2 separate regions of the Mus musculus genome follow, and region 1 is linked to region 2. A link is a contact called in public promoter capture Hi-C data. All regions are on one chromosome and are shown on one strand. The core of a region is the stretch at or near the end of the contact, and the rest is flanking DNA. Distances in the headings are between cores, read along the strand shown.

Region 1 (5,011 bases), core at 2,337-4,836, 3.4 Mb after region 2:
CTGCCAATTGGTCTGGAGAGGCCTACTGGGGCCCAGATCCAGAAGGTCCTGGATCTACAAGGACAGAGAAAAGGACCTGCTATCCTCAAGTGGAGGATGGTGGGGAGGGTACAATGATACTGGGCTGGATAGCCTTGGGAAAGGATATTCGACACAATGCCCAAGCACTTGAGAAGATAAGGAAAGAATGGAAACCATTATGAACTTCATAATTTCCTTTTAACAGACATTTATTGAGCAAGTACTTTGCACTAGGCATCAGTCATAGACTTTGAGTGCTTCCACAAAGTTCTTACACTCTAGTACGAAGGACAAGTCAATCCAATCCACTTAAGACTTCAACACAGGAGTAGATGGTCTGTAGCAGAGAGAGGCACAGAAAGGGTCTTAGCATTGATGTATGGCACAGGGCTTTGTACAGTGTACCGTAATGGAGCTCATATGGAAAAAGCCAGTTGGGGTTTTTGGCTTTATCTGAGTAAGTATATGAATCTTCCAAGTTGCGACTTTTTTTTTTTATATCGTCAGTTTTGCATTTTATAATGAGATGTGGACATTTTTTCAGATGTTAAGTTTACGTCACTGAGGTTACACTCGAACGTATGCCAAAAAGAATAAATAACATGGCTTGTTTGGAGGAAAACGGATCCATTATAAGGCCTACCAGGGGGGAAAAATCTTACCTTGTGGGACCTGCGAGTCCTCCACTTTAGAGAATTGTGCAACTGAAGCTGTTTGTGCTTTGTTAATGCTGGCAAGTCACCTTCGGGGCTGTTTTTTGTAAGACTCAGCATGTGTTATTTGAAAGAGAGATTCTTTCCTGATTGTAAAAGTAAGGTGTAAGCAAAGTTGGGAGAAAAGTATCAGAGATCTTGCAAGACTCCCCCCTCCCCACCCTGGATTGTTTTTATGTGTGTATTTCTGCATGTGGGTTCATGAGACACCAGATCCCCCGGAGCTAGAGTTACAGGTGGTTATAAGCCTGAGATGAGGGCTAGAGACTGAACTCAGGTCCGCTGCAAGAGCAGCGGAAATTCTCACCACTGAGTCATCTCTCCAGACCCTAAAGAAGATTTTTAAAAGTCATCTTAAAATATCATTTGTGAGCTAGTGACCATTATGAATAAATAAAGAACGTGATAACAGAACATAAAGTCCTCCTGGGCACTTCTGTTCAAACAAAAGATAATAAACCAGCCCAATGCAGTTATTTGGCTAGATAAGAGTGTCATAACAACAACAACAACGGACTTTAGTGAAAATTATAAATTAGGCAAAACTGGTTTCTAGGTAATGCTCCTCCCCCATAAGCCCCTAAAGTTGTACAGGATTCTCATTTGGGCCCTAGGGTTCTGTACCCGTGCTGTATAATCCCTCTCCCTTAAGTATGGTTGGGACCTCTGACTTGCTTCTAGTCAATAGAATATTACAAAGGTAATGGATGTCACTGTCGTGATTATGTTACATTATCTAAGGCTCTGTATCAGCAGATTGGAGAGAGAGCTTTCCCTGCTGGCCCTAAAGAAACAGCTGCATCGTGAACAGGTGATGGAGAGGCTTGTGTGGCAGAGGACATTAGCAGCAAGCAGATCTGTGGGTGGCTCTCAGCCTTTTCACATACAGTCACAATGAGATAAATTCTGCCAGCAGCCTTCCTGAGCTTTACCGAGCTGATTCTTTCCCAGTTGAGCTCCCAGATGAAAAATGTGGCCTAGCCATTTCCCTGACCACAGCTTTGTGAGATGGAGCAGGGAATCCAGCTAATCAGAGCAGGAGATAACATTTAAGTACGTGCTAAGCTGCTGAATTTGTGATAATTTGCTACAAAGCAATACAAAAAACTACCACACAGGTACCCATTGGTCATAAACTTTTATTTAGTCCATGCATATACGATCTTTCTTCAGTAATATTTAATGATTTATTTTTATTTTTAATTATATGCATTTGTGTGTCTATCTGTGGGTTTGTGCACATGTTCATAGTACCCACAGAGGCCAGAAGGCATTGGATCCCCTGGACCTGGATTTCCAGGAAGTTTGACGCCTTCTAAGTGAGTGCTAGGAACCAAACTCAGTGTCTTCTGCAAGAGCAGTGAGTACTCCTATCCAAAGACCAATGCTCCTAGCCCCTTCACCACTAATATTTAAGACAGAAATGGGGAAGTTTGATGTCTTTCCATCTTTAATTCCCAAGTCATTCTATATATTTCAGTAAGCTGGTCTTCATCACACATAGAGTGGTCTCTGGCGGACTCTTGTTCACACCATTCCTCCTAAGCCAGATTCCCTCTTTTACACCTTGTTCTTTGCCCATGAAATCTTCTGAACTTCTAGACCACAGGCAAGTGCTGCCTCGCTGTTTTTACTTGCATCACCATTTTTGGTCTTATTTCTGAGAAAACATAATATATATCAATCATGTAGAACATATACACAGGATATCTACAAACAATATAGAAAACATTTGCAGATATATATGTGATCTTCACATTGTATTAAAATTGTATACTCATTGAAGCTCAAGAGTCTAACTTGTGTACAGCACATTGCTAGAAATACTCTGTATCATTATCATCATTATCGCCATCATCAGTGTTGTAGGAGACTCAAACTCAGCGCCTCACAGGAGCTGGGCAAACATCGTACTCCTATGCTGCAACACTACCTCATACTCTATATTAAAAATAATGTCACAGTAGTTGGCATAGCACACGCTTGTAGGATATGCTGAGGAGTTCAGGACCAGCCTGAGATACAAGTTTAAAAATTGAGTCATATGCAGTGGAAAGCCAAGTATAGTTGACCAGTTACCAAGTACTTACATGGAGCCAGCATTGGCAACTTCCCTCTACTGAAAATTAAATTTCAGTACCATCGACCCTACATATTTCAATGATTGAACGCCTACTTCAGGTGCCTAGCACTTTTGTGGACGTTCAATGAACCTGAGTTGAAGCAGGATATCAGCCATGGATAAAGGCCGCACAGTCCCCACAGGAGTTTAAGTATCACAGGCTGGTCAATGTTTCAAAGCCTGAGAGAGCCTGTCCTTACAAAAGGACAGCTTAGGGTAACGTTTCCGCGGCAGCTTCCTTTTTAAGTAGCTGAACCAACCAAGAAAACGACATGTAAACACTGATCAGGAAGAGGGACTAATCTAAGGGAATTTGAGCAAGTCTGGCTAGGAAAGAAGTTTGCTGCTACTGAAATGTTTTGGTCTTAGCCACTGGCAGGATTGATTGATTGTAGTTATGTTTTGTGTGAAGCCTGCCTAAACATCTGTTTCTATGCAACTGTTGCCCAATTCTCCTTTCCTTTCGAATTACCATCTTTGAAGCACGAAAGAAAATCCATCCAAACGACCAAACAAATTACCCTAAAGGCTTCTAAATCCTTTAAAGGAGAATCTGAGCTTGAAGAAGGTCCTTTACTCCCCCGCCCCTTACCTCCAGCATGGGTTCCAAACTACAACCCTCAAGCTTGGCCCAAGTCCCTCCCTTTACCCAGTCATCTAATGAATATGTAAATTAAACATAATTGGCAGCCAATGGCGTGTGTTCTAGTCACATGGTGCTGATGGTAGGTGAGCAGACAGAAGTTGTGTCAGTGAACAGAGAGGGCTCTCAGTCTGGGGCGAGCGCTCTAGTGAGCGTGGACGGATGCTTAGGCAGTAGTCCTGGCAGCGGCAGCGGCGGCGGGCAGTAGTGGTGGCAGAAGAGGGGAAGAGAGACGGCCCGGAGACCGACACACTCACACTTTCAAGTTCCCTTGGAGGGAGAGGAGTTGGGGCTGCAGAAAGAGGCCAGGAGCGGTCCCATCTATCCCATCCCGTTTCCCACTTTTCCTCTTGCTCCCTGGCTCTGCGAGAGTTCAGGATTTGGGTAGCCATACGTGGCATTGAGGGAAAAGGGACTGGGAGAGTGGGGACCAGAACCAGGGGTGTAGTGGAAGATGCCCATCCTGCTGTTCCTCATAGATACGTCCGCCTCCATGAACCAGCGCACTGACCTGGGCACCTCCTATTTGGACATTGCTAAAGGCGCTGTGGAGTTATTCTTGAAGGTAAAAGGAGGGGAAAGGAGATGAAGGGGTCGCTTCTGTGGGATGGGTGGGTTGGACTGAGGTGCTTCTGTAACGTTTGTATCGCTTCCCCTCGTTTCCTACGCGACCCCCCCGTCATCCCTCGCCCCGCAGCTGCGCGCCCGGGACCCAGCCAGCCGCGGAGACAGGTACATGCTGGTCACCTACGATGAGCCTCCCTACTGCATCAAGGTAAACAGGCCAGCGGGGGAGCGGTGGGCGGGAAGAGCGTGCGCGTCCACTAGCCTGGGGCTGCTGATCCCTTTTGCCTCCACCCGTGGCGATCCTGCGTCGCCCTGCGGGACGGGCTGCAGTGAGGAGCGCCGAAGGGCAGGAGGAGCAGGGCGGGTGGCGGCGGTCGGGGGTCGCAGAGAGGGGCCCGGAGATGAGCAGCCGGTGTAGAGAAGGCACTGGAGGGCCGAGTTCCTAGCACGGCTGCAGCAATCGCCTCCGAAGATGGCGGACATTTTGCTTTTGTATGAGGCAGCCAGAGGCAGGGTGAGGGCGCTGCTGAGATGGAAAGGAGGGAGGGGAGGAGGCCGAGGAAGGAGGGCTCGAGGCCCATGGTGAGGCTGCGGCCCCTTCGCCTGGGACTCCGCCCCGATGTTCTCTTAGCCCCGCGCGGGCTTTGCTGCCGCCCGAGCTCCTCCTCTGGTCCCTCCTTCCATCCCTCGGCCCGCCCCGCCTGGGCTTCCTCTCCCTCCTCCCGCTCCGGTCCGTTTCTCCTTCACCGCATCTTCCCCTCCTCTTCCTGCCAAATGCCGGGCTGCACTAGCGCTGGCCTCCCAGAGCAGCTCCTTTGCATTCGAGGCTCTGGCCCCCGCCCCTCCTGTGCCACCACTAGCTCGGAACTGCTTAGCCTATGCAGCTCCCAGACCCTGCACGCTCAGTCAGGTTGAGCCCAGCTCTCAGTTACCTTAGCGACAGTT
Region 2 (5,630 bases), core at 1,705-4,204:
CAGGTCCCCACCTTCTACATTCCCCACGAAGGGGTGTTGCAGCGCTTCATGTTTTGAACCTTGGCAATACTCCAAAACATGAATTGCTGCTGCAGCCCTTCGGAGTCAACGAGGGTGGGGGCCGCTCTGGGGTACCTGCGAAGGAAGAAAGTCTCTGTGATTTCCAGGATCTGCTGGTGAGGCAAAGGGTGTACTGTTGGAAAGCAGGGTGTGGTGGATAGTGGGGAGGAGGAGACTCTTACCTCAGAAAGTAGATGAAAAGTGGGATTAAATAAACTGAGACAATTTGGTAACATCTGGATCACTCTTGCCAGCTCCAAAGTCTTGGTGAAACTTCCTGCTACCTTGTATAAGTCTCATTTATTGTCCCCGGGTTTTGATCATTTATTGGAAATTGGTGCAAGGAACTTTTGATAATCAAAAAAAAATCCCTCTGGGTAGTCCCAGTTGGTTTTACTGAATACTATAGGCATGGAATAGACTTGTCTAGTAGTTTCCTCCGTTCTTACAGTAATCACCTCGTCATTAGTTATTTTTAAGGACAAAGCATGAGAATGTTCTAGATGAAACATACATTCCTGGATGTTCTCATACATTGCTGGCTACTCAAGCTTATTTATAAAGACATTTGTTACCATCGACATCAAATCACAAATCAAGAACTTTAAATAAATGACATCCTTAAATACTTGATGTTAAATACAAATCACTCCTTCTTAAGCCACGCCACTGAAAATCTTGTCTTGAAATGGCCGGCACTGTGCGCTCTCCTCAGCTCCCACTGTTGCTTTTCAAAATGGACACACATGAGCAACAAGTTACATTCATTTCCTTGTTTAAACAAAGCATTCAGGAAAGCACAAAAACCATCCTTTAGTCCTTAACCACAAACCTAATAACTAAAACAACAAAACTACAGTGCCTTTGAAAGCAAAAAACATTCTGTATACAAATTTCCTGTATTCTCATTTAAAATTATGTCCGTTTTTCGAAACTAGTACAATGAATGCTGGGTCCTTTTAATTAATTAATAAAATATACAGAGTATGTAATTAAACTAAATACAAAATTCCTAACATAACAGATAATGATCCAGTGCTAACATATGCATTGCTTAGGTCATGATAAATAAAGCCATTAATAATAACAGCCCCACTCCTTAAGTTGGAATGAAAATTCCGTCTTTTCTTGGCTATATTACAAGTCATTTTTACATGGACACGGAATTGTGGAGGAAAAAACCATCGATGGTCACCTTTAAAAAGAGGAGAGAGAAAAGCCGTGTTTAGTAAAGATACAATTATACTTTAAAGATACGTATTTTTCTCCCAATTTAACTTTATGTCCCACACAAATGTCACATCAGAGATTGCAATTCCTCTTAATTTAACATTTCCTTAGTTGACTACTCATAAAAACAAAATTCATTCGAGATAACATCATCAAAAACGAAGGTCTTACTAGATAATTTTGTTAACGAATACACTGGAATCAAATTCATCTCTAGATTATCCTTCATCCATTTCTTTTCTTCCCATCACTCTACAACGACTTATATCCTTAAAAAGCCATCTCACTCCCTGGGTTTGTGTATTTCCCCTTGGGCTTAACTTTACTTACGAAAAGAGAGCACAAAGAGATGTCTGGTCACTTCTAGAGAGGGTCATTCGCTGATACAATAGACAAAGAATCAATACTTTAGGGTTACCATGGCCCCACCCACTTCAGAACCACGACGGGTCAAAATGGCCCCACCCACTTCAGAACTGCGAAGGGTTTGGCCAAATGATTTAAGAGCCAAAGACTAAGCCTCTTCCTCTCTTCCCAGTTGAGAACGTTTTGTCTTTTAATGTTGCAGATGCCATGCGCCCCCACACCCAAAACATGATGCACAGGTCCTCCGCACCTTCCAGCCAAACTTTTCCAATACTGGAAAAAAAAAAAAAACAACTAAACAACCTTGAAAAGTTTTAATTAGCGAGAGACAATGGAAAACGAATTTTACGGTTCTTTCCAGGACATTCTTTACTGCTTACAAATGAGTGGCCCAAAGTCCCATTTACAGTCTGTCAAAACTAGTTGCTCCCCACCCTGGCAAGGCTGACAGCCTGAGGCTGCCCGCCCCTCACTCATTTCTCTCTCCCCACCCCTCCCCGTTTACTCTTCTCAGTCCACTTTCTGAGAAGTTCCCTGGCCACACTCACTTGCTAGACATTTTAAAGATCTGTCCTCCCCCCACCACGACCCCCGGACACGCTTTCCACCCCCACACCCCACCCAGCGCGACGCATAACATTTTTTTGAGAATTATCCCCGTATCTGTTACAGTCTGTAGTGACCAGAGACATAGTTGGGGGCGGGGGGAGGCGGGCCAAAAAGTTCCCTTCCCCCTCGTTTTTTTCTTTTTTAGATTCTAAGTCACCTCTCACTCCACTCGAAAATGGCGCCGAAATCGTAGAACTTCTTAAATTTCATTGTAAGCTTTTTGCAAAGGTTTCTGGGATTTTCCTGCGAAGCTGCTCCTCAGCGTCGACCTAGAAAACAAGCCGGGGAAGCTAGAGAGAGGAAGGAAAAGGCGGGCGGGGAGGCGGACAGACAGACGGACAGCGAGAGAGAAAGGGCGGAGGGGTGTGGCGAGGTTGTGAGGTTAGAAGAGCGAGTCGCGGAGACTTGGGAGGGCGCGAGGTGGCGGTGGTGCGGGACATCGAGGGACAGAGGGACGGACAGCCGGGGAACCGGGGTTCGCGGGGCGAGGGGCTCACAGAGAGGCGTGGCGGAGAAGAACCGGAGCCGGGACGGAGCTGGGCTGGAACCGGGCTGGAATCGGGCTGGAACCGGGCTGGAATCGGGCTGGAATCCGGCTGGAATCGGGTTGGAGCGGTGCTGGAGCCGGCGGAGCTGGCGGAGTTGGGCTGGAGCCGAGCGCACCCCAAGAGGCGAGCGGGAGCAGCCAGCGCCCAGTGGTCCGCAGCAGCCCTAGAAAAAGCCGGCCCGGGGGGCGTGGCCATGCGCTGCTCCGCGCCCCGCCCAACCATTCGCCCGCTCGCTCGGAGGCCCCGGAGCGGAAGGGGGGAGGGGGGAGGCCGTGCGGACACGCAGAGCCACAGCCTTGGCCTGCAGCCAGGAAGGGCCGGGAAGGACACGGGGAGCCTGGAGTGGCCACGTACAGAGAGCCTCATAGCCGCGGGTGCAGGAGACAAAAACCAGGGAGAAAGGGGAAAGGGGAAAAGCGGGAAGGGAAGCAACCAAGCTCCAGCTCAAAGACCCATGCCACAAATGACACTCTAAAGTCACTAGGGCCCAAGTCTTTGGGGCTACCAGGAGGGTACAGGGCGGCTAAGCCAAGCCTCTTAGGACTATTTTTCTTGGGGGTGCCTGAAACAGGATGAGGAAACAAGGGACCCTCAGATTGCAGAAGGGAAGTGCTAGGCGCGCGAGTGTGCCCAGGCTCTGTTGAGTCTTCTGTGCTCTGGCCTCTCTGCCAAACTCTCCCTCAGGTAGAGGACTCCCTTAGGTCCTGGCGGTCCACTTTAGGGGTGGGCATGACACTGAGGCAGGGAACGACAGTTTACTTATACATGTCCAGTCCAAGAAGGAAAGTCTTTACTACTTAAGTTTTGAGTCTGGAGTAGGGAAAGAAAGGGAGTCTTTCTTCTGTATGCTGGATATCTTTAGGGACGGCGCTGTTTACCAGGGAGGTATGAGAACGGTGTTGAAGTTAATAGCAGGGTGTCCAGGGTGACAAGAACTGTGCCTAAGTGTAAAGAGATGAAGTATAAGAGTGATTATGATTTTCAAATGATGCCGCTGACCCAGACAGGCACTCAGAGAGAAGGGGGAACGGGAATGGATTTCAAGGAGCTAACATGAGGTTGCATCTGGGTGGGGAGTCAATAGTCTTTCATTGCACCGCGTTCGCAACTTTCTTGTATATTTGCAAAACGTCACAATAACACAAAGCTGGAAAAACCAGGCATGGTAGCACATGGACCAGTAGAGTCCAGCACTCGGAGGAGGCAGGAGAAACAGAAGTTTAAGGGCGTCCTTGGCTACATAGCAAGTTCGAGGACAGTCTGAGCTTTGTGAAAGACTCAAAAAAAAAAAAAAATCTGGGAGAAATCCCTTATAAAATAGAGCCTGGATGTTAAAAAATAAATAAATAAACTCAGCGTCTCTCTTCCCACCTTTCTTGGGTTGCAGACATCTTTGAGAGAGTGGGATGTAAACTCAGATAGGATTTGGACGGGAAGGGTTTCGCTGGCCTGCAGCAGCTTACACACCCGGGCTCCAAAAGAGACCACAGGGGCAGGTGGAGTGCTGGGTACAAGGCGCTATGTGGGAGCTACTTAGCGCGTTCACTCCGTGACTCTGAAGGAGAGGCTGTTGCCTTAGCAGCTCTTGGCTAAACCTCTACTCCAGCCACCTCTTGTCTAGTCTGGGACTTAGTGGGTTCCTTGGCGCCCTTGACTAGCGAGGACATCTGGGCGTCTGCGAATATCCAGCAGTTGAGCAGCACGCTGGTAGCTGCGGTGCAGCCGCGGGGTCCTCCATGCTCCCAGAGTCAAGCCTAAGTTTTATTTCAGAGGGTAGAAGGCGTGCGGGATAGTTTGGAACCTCAGGAGGGAGCGGGGACAACTACAACAAAACCCACCAGGTGTCAAGAAAAAAAAAGGGGGGGGGGCAATTGCAAAACGGGTAACACATGCGAAAACGGCAGGCAGATACTAAAATCACGGATTCTGAATTCCGCGGTGCTCAGCGCTGCAGTTTCTTGCGCTACTCAACTCTCGCTGTATTTCTATATTTTTACTGTGATACTTCTTCGAGGTTGATCTCATAATCGTGAGTTTTGCGAAAATGATCGCAAAGTTTCAAGGCTTTGCTACAATCGTGTGACCTTAGGCTGATGACTGGGGCTTATTTTCGTTGTTTTTGTTTTGTTTTGTTTTTCTTTCTGGGTTTGGAGGGTGAGAAGACAGGAGGGTAGAGTCTTTCAGGATCTGTAAAACTGTGGGGAGAAATTAGCCAAAAAGATTTTTACAGAACAAGATTTTCTTTTCAGGAAAGAGCTCTCTCTCTCTCTCTCTCTCTCTCTCTCTCTCTCTCTCTCTCTCTCTCTCTGTTCTACGGATAATTTCAGATAGTTTCAGTGTGCACTTAAAACTATTATTAGGACCTACAATTTTTCTATTAATATCTTCACAACACTTTGTGGACCAGACTGAAAGTTTGCCGACCAGCCAGGCGTGACTGACCACGCGGCGACTAAATCCTCGGCTAGATCATTCATAGAGCTCCAGTGTCCTTGGGCTGCGATGCTTTCTTTGGGTTTTTAAGGTTCAGCCTGGTGGGTCAGTTTGTTTGGATTCCTGCACATAAACATTAATTTTCCTACATAAATACCAGAAGATTCCAGCGCTGGGAGATGAAAGATGAATTTGTGACAGGTCTTCTGAAGAAAAATGGCAAGGGCTTTCTTTATTAAACTCCCTTTGCTACATCAGCATATTAAGAGAGCCAGCTGAATATTGATGAATTCTTTGAGGCTGAGTAATATGGCTACAGGCCCAAGAAAGCTAGGGGGGCAGGCTTAAGTATTTACTCAAGTGAACAATCTTCAAATATTTTTT

The links. Promoter capture Hi-C pulls out the DNA fragments that hold promoters and counts their contacts.
Region 1: a promoter capture Hi-C map of pre-B cells shows a contact between it and region 2. The contact joins the promoter of Ints6l here to the promoter of C430049B03Rik in region 2. A contact is called at or near these places in 3 of 39 promoter capture datasets (cranial neural crest, frontonasal cranial neural crest and pre-B cells).

What each region holds. Positions count from the first base shown.
Region 1 is chrX:56,451,253-56,456,263 of GRCm38.p6, forward strand. It overlaps Ints6l (integrator complex subunit 6 like), which reads left to right and starts at 3,587. Exons shown (of 17, transcript NM_172779.4): 1 at 3,587-4,064; 2 at 4,197-4,274. The coding sequence starts at 3,954.
Region 2 is chrX:53,054,236-53,059,865 of GRCm38.p6, forward strand. It overlaps C430049B03Rik (RIKEN cDNA C430049B03 gene), which reads right to left and starts at 2,955. Exons shown (of 4, transcript NR_038185.1): 1 at 2,763-2,955; 2 at 2,423-2,534; 3 at 1,907-1,929; 4 at 1-1,255. Mir322 (microRNA 322) reads right to left here and starts at 114; the gene lies at 20-114.